Linked DNA regions of Astyanax mexicanus: region 1 is linked to region 2. A link is a contact called in public Hi-C data. All regions are on one chromosome and are shown on one strand. The core of a region is the stretch at or near the end of the contact, and the rest is flanking DNA. Distances in the headings are between cores, read along the strand shown. Region 1 overlaps tsc22d3 (TSC22 domain family, member 3). Region 2 has its middle 140 kb from the start of LOC125804836.

What was found. A called contact is a pair of places that touch in the nucleus more often than the background predicts.
Region 1: a contact with region 2 is called in a Hi-C map of muscle, with 10 times the contacts expected there. The contact joins two enhancer-like sites. A contact is called at or near these places in 2 of 3 Hi-C or Micro-C datasets (both in muscle).

Annotation. Positions count from the first base shown.
Region 1 is chr10:41,159,106-41,164,259 of AstMex3_surface, forward strand. tsc22d3 (TSC22 domain family, member 3) reads right to left here. Exons shown (of 3, transcript XM_007233530.4): 3 at 4,418-5,154. Among protein-coding and RNA genes, the nearest start is that of LOC125804836, 29 kb to the right of the region's middle. Within about 2 kb of position 1,521, the one cell type or tissue checked has an H3K27ac peak away from gene starts, as active enhancers do.
Region 2 is chr10:41,047,789-41,052,798 of AstMex3_surface, forward strand. No RefSeq gene overlaps it. Among protein-coding and RNA genes, the nearest start is that of LOC125804836, 140 kb to the right of the region's middle. Within about 2 kb of position 1,998, the one cell type or tissue checked has an H3K27ac peak away from gene starts, as active enhancers do.

The sequences.
Region 1 (5,154 bases), core at 271-2,770, 110 kb after region 2:
CATAATGGAGCTTCAGTTCTCATGAGTAACAAATCTTAAGTCTTTATTTCATAAGAATACTTTTCATAGCTGTCCTCCACCCTTCAGTTATATAACTTAACCAGAGTCTTAAGTCTTAAGGGAGATCTGGCTGGGACACCAAACAATCATCCTCATCATCATCATCATCATCATCACCCTACAATCATGACAATAACAACCACAAAAAAAAGGTTTTATAATGAAAATGCTGTCCTGTAGTGTGACACGAGGGATGATCAGGTTTTAAACAGGAGGTTTGATGGTCAACTATGCAATAGAAACGTAAGGGTTATTTTGTTAAGCAAGAACTAGAAATACACCAGCAGATGACATGTCTCTCTAAACCATCACTGATTGGTGGAAACTTCACACTAGACCTCAAGCAGCTTGGGCTGTGTGTCTCTCCACTCTTCCTCCAGACTCTGGTTCCTTGATTTCCAAATGAAATGTAAAATGTACTGATGATCAGTGATGGTTTGTAGAAACATGTCATCTGCTGTTGTTGATCCACTGTGTTTTATCAAGTCCAGTCAGTGTATTGTTCTAGAAAATCTTACAACACTTTATGCTTCTCTCTGCTGACAACTTTTATGGAGATGCGGATTTCATTTTCCAGCAGGACTTGGCACACTACCCACTTGCTAAAATGTTCTGAGACAATGATTTTTGAGTTTTCATTGGCTGTGAGCCATAATAATATGACAATAAAAGAAATAAACAGTTAAAATAGATCACTAATTGTGTAATACATCTGTATCATATATGAGTTTCACATTTTGAAGTGAATTAGTGAAAAAAATAAACATGCTTTAATAATATTCAAATGTTTTTGAACATTTTTTTGAGATGCTTTAGTATATTATAGTACGGTTTTAAAAAGCTTTAAAAATGGACACAATTAATTAAATGTAAAGTAAATTTTAAGCAAATTGCTATTTTCACTGTAATATAAGTCACGCCACTGGACTATTGTTGTCTGATATTGTGAGAAAGGTTCATAAAATGGTAGAAAAAGACAAAAAGTCTGGAGAACTTCGGCAGTTTTGGACATTTTAGTCTTTAAACTACAGAATTTCATTACATTTCACCTCCATTTGTCAAGCAACAAGATGCTAACAGAGACATTTATGGAAGAGCCTGGGATTTGAGCACAACAGGAAACCGAGGCCTATTTTTTTCCATTGTTTTGTACACACTCTCTCACTGCTAAACAATGTTCAGCAGCACATTTGCCAGTTTTACAACAACACTCATCACCACCCCACCAACGCAAGCAGTCAATAGAGCTCATTGTATCTCTGGGTAGACTGTACCCAGAAGCTTTGAAGTCTGAATCCATGTGAAACATGAGCTAATGGCCATTCCTAGAGCTATAGCTGAACACCCTAACCTTTGGAAAATACTCTGGATGGTGGACCCTATAAGGAGAGCTGTTGAAAAGGGGTGCTCTTGTTCTTACGTGGAAAGCTGCCACCAGGGATCCCTAGACAGCTCTGGTTTCATCCAGCGAGCCAGCACATGGAGATCTCCTCCGCCGTGAACATAGAGAGACTCACACGCAATGGGTCTCACTCCCTCACTAGGGGGTTGTCACGATGCCAGCATTCTGACTGCAGTACTGATATACCAAGCTTAATACCACAATTACAGCTCGGTACCAAAATAACACTACATTAAAGGGAGCCATAGAGGGTCAGTTGAAGTTGGTGGTCGAAGAAGTGATTAAGTGTAGGGTTGCACGATATTGAAAAAAGAAATTGACATTGTTAAAGATTTTATCCTATGATATATAATACTGTTTAAGTGTATGCAGCAGGTATAATACAAAAACTGTTCTAGCTATTTGGGCAGAAAGTGTTGATTAGCTCAGTAAAACATTAATATTAGAATAAATACAAAAAATAAAACAAATGCACTAAACATATTAAGTTCATCACTACTTCTCTCGTGGGAGTCTTATTATAGTATTATTTATAGTTTTCTCATAATTTCATAATGATGGTATTTCAGGTGAGCTGCTGGAATTAAACACATTTAAACACTGGCTTTCTCTTGCCAAATGTGTTCAAATAATATGTGACTTTGTAACTGGTTAAACAGAAAAAATGATTTTGACCCATTTTAAAGTTTGAAGATCTAGAAAAAATAATTAAAATATTTTTTTCACTATAAAACTTCTACTGCTTGCTTTAATCAACATATGGTTCATCACATATTTGCAACCATCCCCTAAAAAACATAAACTAAAAAAGATGTAATGTATTGTAAAACTCCGATGTTTTATATGTTGGTCTTTCCAAAGTAATAAAGTAGTGAAACATTAAAAAAAGTTTGAGCATGTATATTTTTTGTATTATACTAATTGAAGCATCACCTGTTACAGATAAGGAACACCATTGCACTAAATATTGTTTAGAGTTAATAGTGAAATATTTAGACTCAGACATCTTTTGGATAAAACAGTAGGGTTAAATGCCAAAAATGTTTGTTTGCACATTATTGTATTTTGTGTTGTTAAAAAAAAATACTTTTGGAGTTAAATAAATCATATCTTCCTACATATAATTTGCTATATATTTGGCAGATACATAGATCTGTAATGGAAAATTATAACAATGCATAGTTTCCATTTGTATCAAGAAGAAAAAAAAGGTGTAACACGAAACTATCGTGACTAGTGCGCATTCCCACATTGTGATGACGATGCTAAATGATAAGTAGAACTATTATATAAACAAGTCCTATTTTTCCACTGTTTTACACAATCTTCGCTTCTAAGATACTGTGCATTTTGAATTGAATGTGAATAAAATTGACCTGCTGTAAATGTTCTGTATAAGGTTCTTCAGATTTACGCATTTTATATCCAAAAATGTCTCTCTACAGAAGCACTCATTCAGTGAAAGTACTGGAGGGCCAACATCCAGCCCATTTTGGTGAATTCCCTTTTCACACACATCTGTGAGATGTGATGAGTTAAATCAGGTGTGTTCAAGAGGAGACTCATCAAACTTCAGGACTCCAGAACAGAATAATTAGTATCACTAAACAAATATGGTTAGAAATCACCACTGACGACCAGTGTCTTGCAAAAAAGTTCAGTCCAGTTTAACAGTCTAAAGTAATGGAGCTTTTAGTGACCTTGTGTGTGAGAGACCACAATCATGAGATTATCAGCTGTAGCTTCTACAGACATCCAATGCAGAGCCTTGTGAGACCCAGGAAGATTGCAACAGTGATAATTCCAAGTGAGGCTCTTGTGATATTGAAAGCAACTCACATTTTGGTGTTTTCCCTCGTCAAACGCGCCCAAAGTCGAGGTCAGGTGAGTTCACACAGGGAAAATCACCAAACTTCAGCATTCAGACCTCCAGAAACAGAACCAAAGACTCCTAATCAAATAATCAGACTAATAATTTATGTGACCCATTAGTGTTCATCAACTCTTTTCCTAGATATCTGGAGCTCTACCTTCTTGAAGTTTCCCCTTTAACCCAAAGATACACCTCATTTAGCCGATCAAGAACCTTTGAAGACTACATAATTATATAGCTAAGCTTAGTTTTTGTGCCAAGTGATCTAAGCATGAACATAATGTGAATGCTATTAAACTCTGTGTTAAAAGACAAATACATTATCATTTTATTTATGTTACAGGTCTATATTGGCATAGACTGATGCATCAACTCCAGTAGGCCATATGGAAGGCAGTGATGTTACCCACTACACTACTAACCAAACCTGAAGCACAGCAAAATTTAAGTAAAAGCTTATTTGAAAAAAAAATTAAACCCAAATGGGTTTAGCTACTTTAGGAATAAACCCTTTCAAGACACAAGCTGCTAGTTTAAGGTTTTATATTCTTTAAAACATCCCATATACACAAAGTCAACCTAGCTACCCTGTATAAGTTTTGAGCACATTAATGGAATGGATCAAGGCTACATGTATCCTCCTGTTTGAGCAGGGTGTGTTGAAGTGGACCATTCGAACCAGTGTTTTTCCTCCACCCATGTTACCAAAGCAGACCAAATAAATTGCACATACCATGTGTCATCTAAAAACTAAAAAAAGGCCATGGTGCCCCTGCCAGATCTCTGGTTAAAGTTATATAACTGAAGGGTGGAGGACAAATCGGGAAAGTATGCTTATGAAATAAGGACTTAAGACTTATTCCTCATGAGAACTGAAGCTCCATTATGGTCTTAAATCTTTCACAAATTACTTCTGAAGCTGTGCATTTACCAATATCAAGGCCATGTTGAAGTTGTTTTTGATTAGTTAAATGCATTTCAAGCAGCCAGCCATCACTACTAGCACTTCTAGTGGTAAGTACCTTCTGCAATAAGAATGCAAGATTTAAGAAAGTAAGTAAGTGGACTGAAGGCAAGAAGGATTTAGTGTAAACATGAGGTTTATTGCAGTGTGCATTTGTATCCATACATTATTGAAAAACATTTTTCCATGGACACAGTGAAGCAACAAAACCTATGTTTTAAAGTCTGTGGACCAAAAAAAAAAAAAAAAAAAAAAAAGAAACCTTTGCCCTGTGTACAAACACATGGTCCTAGTTGGCTTGTGAGTATGAGGCAAGTCTTTGGTAGTAGTTAGAAAACAACGTTAATTCAAGGAGCACATGGTCCTCCTCCTCCTCCTCAGACAGACAACCAACACGCATACACACAAGTCCTGCCAGCGGGTCAGTTGGCATGTGGCATCAAAAAACACAAACGAACATTAGGTCTATCAGGAGTGCATGTGCAGCGAGAGCAAAGTCTCCTTCTCCATCATTCTGAAGCATTTCACTTTACATCGTCCAACTAATTTACAGAATTAAGCCAAATGTATACATATGTCTACTCCATCGAAACAATCAGTTTATACATAGCTCATATAAACAAGTTGATTTTTGTTCAGTTACAAAACAAAAAAAAAATATTTTCCCCTTAAGCAGCAAGCCCCAACTGTAGAGAATACAAGCAACTGTTATGAATCATATGGTTAAAAATCACCACTGAGGACCAGTATCTTGCAAAGAAGAAGAAATTCAGTCCAGTTCATCAGTCTTAAAGCTTTTTGAGCTTTTAGTGGTCTTGTATATGAGGGACCACTAACGTAGGACTATAAACTAGG
Region 2 (5,010 bases), core at 748-3,247:
ACTGACCCTATGCCTGACTGTAATAATGATAATAATGAAAGTGATTACAATTTTAGAGTAGATAGAAGATGACATATGATTGGACATGGAGGCATGCACGTTCTTTATGGAATCCTGCATTATATTTGCATGCAGGTGTTGCAGTTGTGTGGGTGAGCATTATCCTTCTAAAAAATGGCAGTCGGAAGCCGTGCCATGAGTGGCAACACATATCACTATGTGACTGACTGTCATATATCTATGATGACAGATCATCACACCAGCAGATGGAGCAGTGTGTTGCTCCACAACAAAGGCAGGATTGAAGCATTCATCAAAAGGCCTTCATACTTGAACCTGAGTTTTGTCGGATCCGAAACAATACCTGTATTTGTAGCTAAATATGATACAATTCCAGTATAGCTGTCCAGGTGTTTTGAAGGTGACAATGGCTGACTGATGGATGGCAGGCATACAATTTGATGAAAGGACCACCCCCCTTCACACAGAAAGTGGTGTCATAAAGACATATTTCAAGATGTGTCTCACCAAGAGGTGTACTACCCTAGAGTAACCGGTAACACTTTACTTGGATGGTCCATTTGATGGCCTCTTTAATGCTCAACTGACATTCAACTAACAATCAACTGCATGTCTATTAAATGCAAATTAACTAAAAGGTGAAAGTAAATTATTCTCTATTGAATACAACCCTACATTCAACTCTAACCCAAACGCTTATCTTAATATTTTAGGATTGGATTTAGGGTTAGATTTTAGGACTAGGTTAAGGTTAGGGTAAGGGTTAGGTGTAGGGTTCGATTTTATGGTTGATTAAGGGTTAGGATTAGGGTTAGGTGTAGGGTTAGGTTCTATTTTGTGTCATTTACATTCAACATAGGGTTAAGTTAAATTTAATGGACATTCAATTCAGTGTTAGTTGAATGTCAGTTGAGCATCAACAAGGCCATAAAATGGACCATCCAAGTAAAGTGTTACCGAGTAGCCTTTAGGAACCTTTTTATAGGGTTGCAGGAGACGCAGTTTAATGGCAATTTGTGGCATAATCTAGGGCCATTTCAGCGATCTATAGGTTTGCTTCAATTTAGAGCATGCCAGTGTCTTTGGTGTTTTGAGGATCCAAAAAATACGCCTTGAAACGTGCATGAACTTTTTCCCTTAATTAACAATGGGTTTGTTTTGGGCAAAAAACTAAAAAAAAAACAATAATTGTGCCAGTTCCCATTCCCTCTCTGACTTTGGTGTGTTGGTATCTTAACAGCTCAGCGTTTTTGCGCGTCTCAGCTGAGGATACTGACCTATGTGTTCACACTGTGAAGGTGTGCCAGCAGCTCATTTAAGGAAACAGCAATGTTATTTCATTCTTTATTCTGTTCATTGTTGCATGGCTCCTCTGCGTAGCTAAGATAGGAACGGACTCTGTCGATTGACTGTTGTCTAGGTTCATTTCAATCAGTGGAGCTCCTGTGTTTTCCGCCGGCAAACCTCACTTCCAGACCACCATGCACAATCAGCGTAGATATATTCCTAAACTCAGATGCTATTTTAACATCGCGGGTGCAAGGCGTAAAAATAGACTGTTGACGGGGTGTAAGATAGGAATGAGCATCGCAACATGCCTTGAGCAGGGTTTAAGATAGAGCCCCAAGTGTCTAATCAGAACACACCTGATCACAGTTTCACAGCAAAATTTATTTGTTCATTCATTTTTATCAAATAAGTGTATTCATGACCATGAGGTCAAGAAGCGGTCTCCTTAAAAGCTGTAAACATGTCCAATCTATATTTTAAGCTTCTCGAAAAAGTAGGAAAGTGCAAGGAATAACAAATTAAAAACATTTAAGCAATCCAGCCCAACACTGAACCTATTGAAGACATTAAATCAAACTCTGTTTACTGCAGCCGTGCCCGGTCAGATCAGAGCTCATCAGCACGCATCTCGGGTGCTAATGTTCTCAGACAGTTTGATCTTAATTCCGAGCCCAAACAAACATGGCCATGACCGCGTGCTGCCACACACAACACAACCTGTTTACAAGACTGCAAAAGTCCAGGCTTTGGCGGACAGCCTTGCTCCAAGGCCTTTGATACAGACATGCCAAACACAGACACACCACAGAACACGAGAACCTCCACGCAGTGCAAAAATTCACCTGAGGGAATTATAGGATTAGGAAGACGGGCCTGGTCCACAATCTTCACAAGCTCTAAATCATGCTGAAGAGAGGCTATGAATAGTCACAGCAATCACAACCAGTCATACACACAAGTAAGAGCCTGACCTTATCAAAGAACTGCCTACTGTGAGCCCAGCACTCCCTGAAGGAATGTTCCTGAGCAAGAACTAGGCTTCTTGTTTATGTCCAGTCGCTTTTCATGGATCCATAAGACCCCCCCAAGAGCCTTATGTAACCCAGATCTAAAAGTGTCCCATGACCGATCTCATGATGGCTACTATATTTTGTTTGCACTTGGAAATCCCTGCAAAAATGTTTCAGTCTCTGGGTCACTTGGCTTCCTCTGAGTGGAAAGCCTCTACAGAGCTGTCAGCTGCAGACATGTTCAAATGGAAATGCTGGCAGTTAGTCACAATGTCCCTGTTCAAAAAACAAACAAAAAAAACAATTCAATTCAATCCAAAAACAAAACACCTAGTCCTCTAAGGACTTTTTTTTTAACAGGCAGGGCAGGCAGTTTTCACAGTTTGTGCTGTTGACTTTATTGAGCGGAACACACTTTGTAGTAATGCAAGTCAAAATAATGTGTTTTCATATCCTGTAATTATGCACCAAAAATACACTCATGTAGTTGCACCCAAAAGGAAGTGTCGAATTGCGATACTGTTTGGAACAAAGAAAAAAAGCTGACCAGGAACAATAAATGGATGTTGATATTGTGTCCAATAGCTTCACACACATGTTCAATGTTTCAATTGGGGATAGATACAGTAGATCTGGCAATCTGGCTGGCTATGGCATAGTATCTGTGGCTAAGGCAAGCTCAAGTGTGTGGATGAGCACTGGCCTGTTGAAAAGTGGAAAAGAAAAGGGAGAACCACTGGTTGCAAAACTCATTAATGTTCTGTAATGTTGGGCTGTCAAGTCTCTGCAATGAAGACCAAAGATGATCTGGCATTGGTCATTTGGTCATTGGTCACATGATAATCTGTCTACTCACCAAGGTTACCCAAGATGCATTCCTGTTGTTTTTTGGCAATTATTTGATCCGACAATAAATAAATATAATAAATAAAATGTACATAGCCAGATATTCTTTTAGGGAAACTAGAACCAAACCACCAGACATCTCCAGCTCCAATCTTTACTGTGTTTACTGTTTTTGACTTGAGATTGAACCCAGAACATAGAGTCCTCAAGTCACCCCTACCCTAATGTGCAAAACTGTGCTAAAAAGTCAGCACGTTGGTGTGTGCATTGTTTTGTGTGAACAGACGAGTGCTGTTCAGTTGTTGTAGAAAGAGATCTTGGGACAGAACAGAACAACACGGCCTCAAACGCAAAGTCAAGGGAGCAAAACAGGACAAAAAAAAGGAAAAAAAGTGTATGTTGGAAAAAGTCTAGCCTTGCCTGTGTTGGGACACTCTTTAGAGAGGAAAATACGCAGAAATAGGTTTTCTGCTTCAAGTAGAAAAAAAGTACTGCCAAAAATTCATGGTACACCTGATAAAAAGCTCTATGACGCTTTTAAAGTCTTTTATCGAGGCCCGTGTCGATATTTTTGTTACGCTTGCCTGGCAGGGAACATACAACACCTTACGTTCCTGACACGGCCGATCTGTTCAGGTGACAGGCCGTGATAACAGTTGCATAGCCGTGCGCATGCAACAAAACCTGCACGATCACCGTGAACCGCCTCCAACTGAGGTGCGCACAGCCTAAAAAGCTTACGTGTCAGGAGTCCTGCATGCTTGGACAGTAGTGGCGCATCTCTATAGGTTCAATTTCCTAAAGCCTCCAGGTGTTTTCTTGCCCCAGAAAATGCAGTAGAAGTGTGACATGGCTCACACTGGGCTGTGTATCGCTCAGCATGCTCTGCGAGTCTCAGTGTAGACCAAACAGTTTCGAAAAGGGCATGGAAATGTAATTTTCTACGATGGTACACATATTTCCCAGGAGTTTCCCAGTCACCTCCTTTTCCTGCTGTACTTTCCATGATTGCTGTGAGGCCAGATTTAGCTCCAGACTCCTCTTTTCCACTGGCCTCCAGAATTGCCATAAATCTGATATTTGACAGATGTTTCCTTCATTTTGCATGGGCTTCTTCACAGTTTATTAGGGTTTTGAATGCATAGAGCTATTTTTGATCTGCTTTTGGATACACAGTCCACTCAGAACATCTCCTTCTGAATAGCTCCTTTTTTTAACACACATTGTCCACTGCTCATATAGCTGCACTATCTATATGTTTATCTGCATACATTATTAATCTTCTTTCACTCTTTTGTTCAGTGTTCTGAATATGTTGTTGCACAGTTAATGTTGGTCATCCTCTAGTCCTTCATCAGGACACTGCCTACAAGACAATGTTGCCTATTTATTTCTGGTTGGTGGACTATTGTCATTCCAGCAGTGACACAGAGGTGTTTAAAAAGAGACAAAGCCAATTCTGACTAAAAATATTCTGATTAGACTGTGTTCATTGCACTATATACTAAACACTGTATGTCTATTTTTGTTTTTCACTTTATGATATTACTTAAAATAAATAGTTGTTATTGATCTTAATTATTTGTCTTTCTACATTAAATGATGACCAGTAGGACCAATAGAAATGCTCTGAAATGTCTTAACATAGAAACATTTGGTAACACTTTACAATAATGATACATTAATTAATTAACAGCAATGATAAAAAAAATCCCTAATTGCACTATTTAAGACATTATTATTAGTTTGAAGCTATTTTTTTAATTTGTCTCAATTCATTGTTGTTCACAACATACTGTTGTGTTTAATAATGCCTTAAGTACTAAGTCAATGAATAATTAGT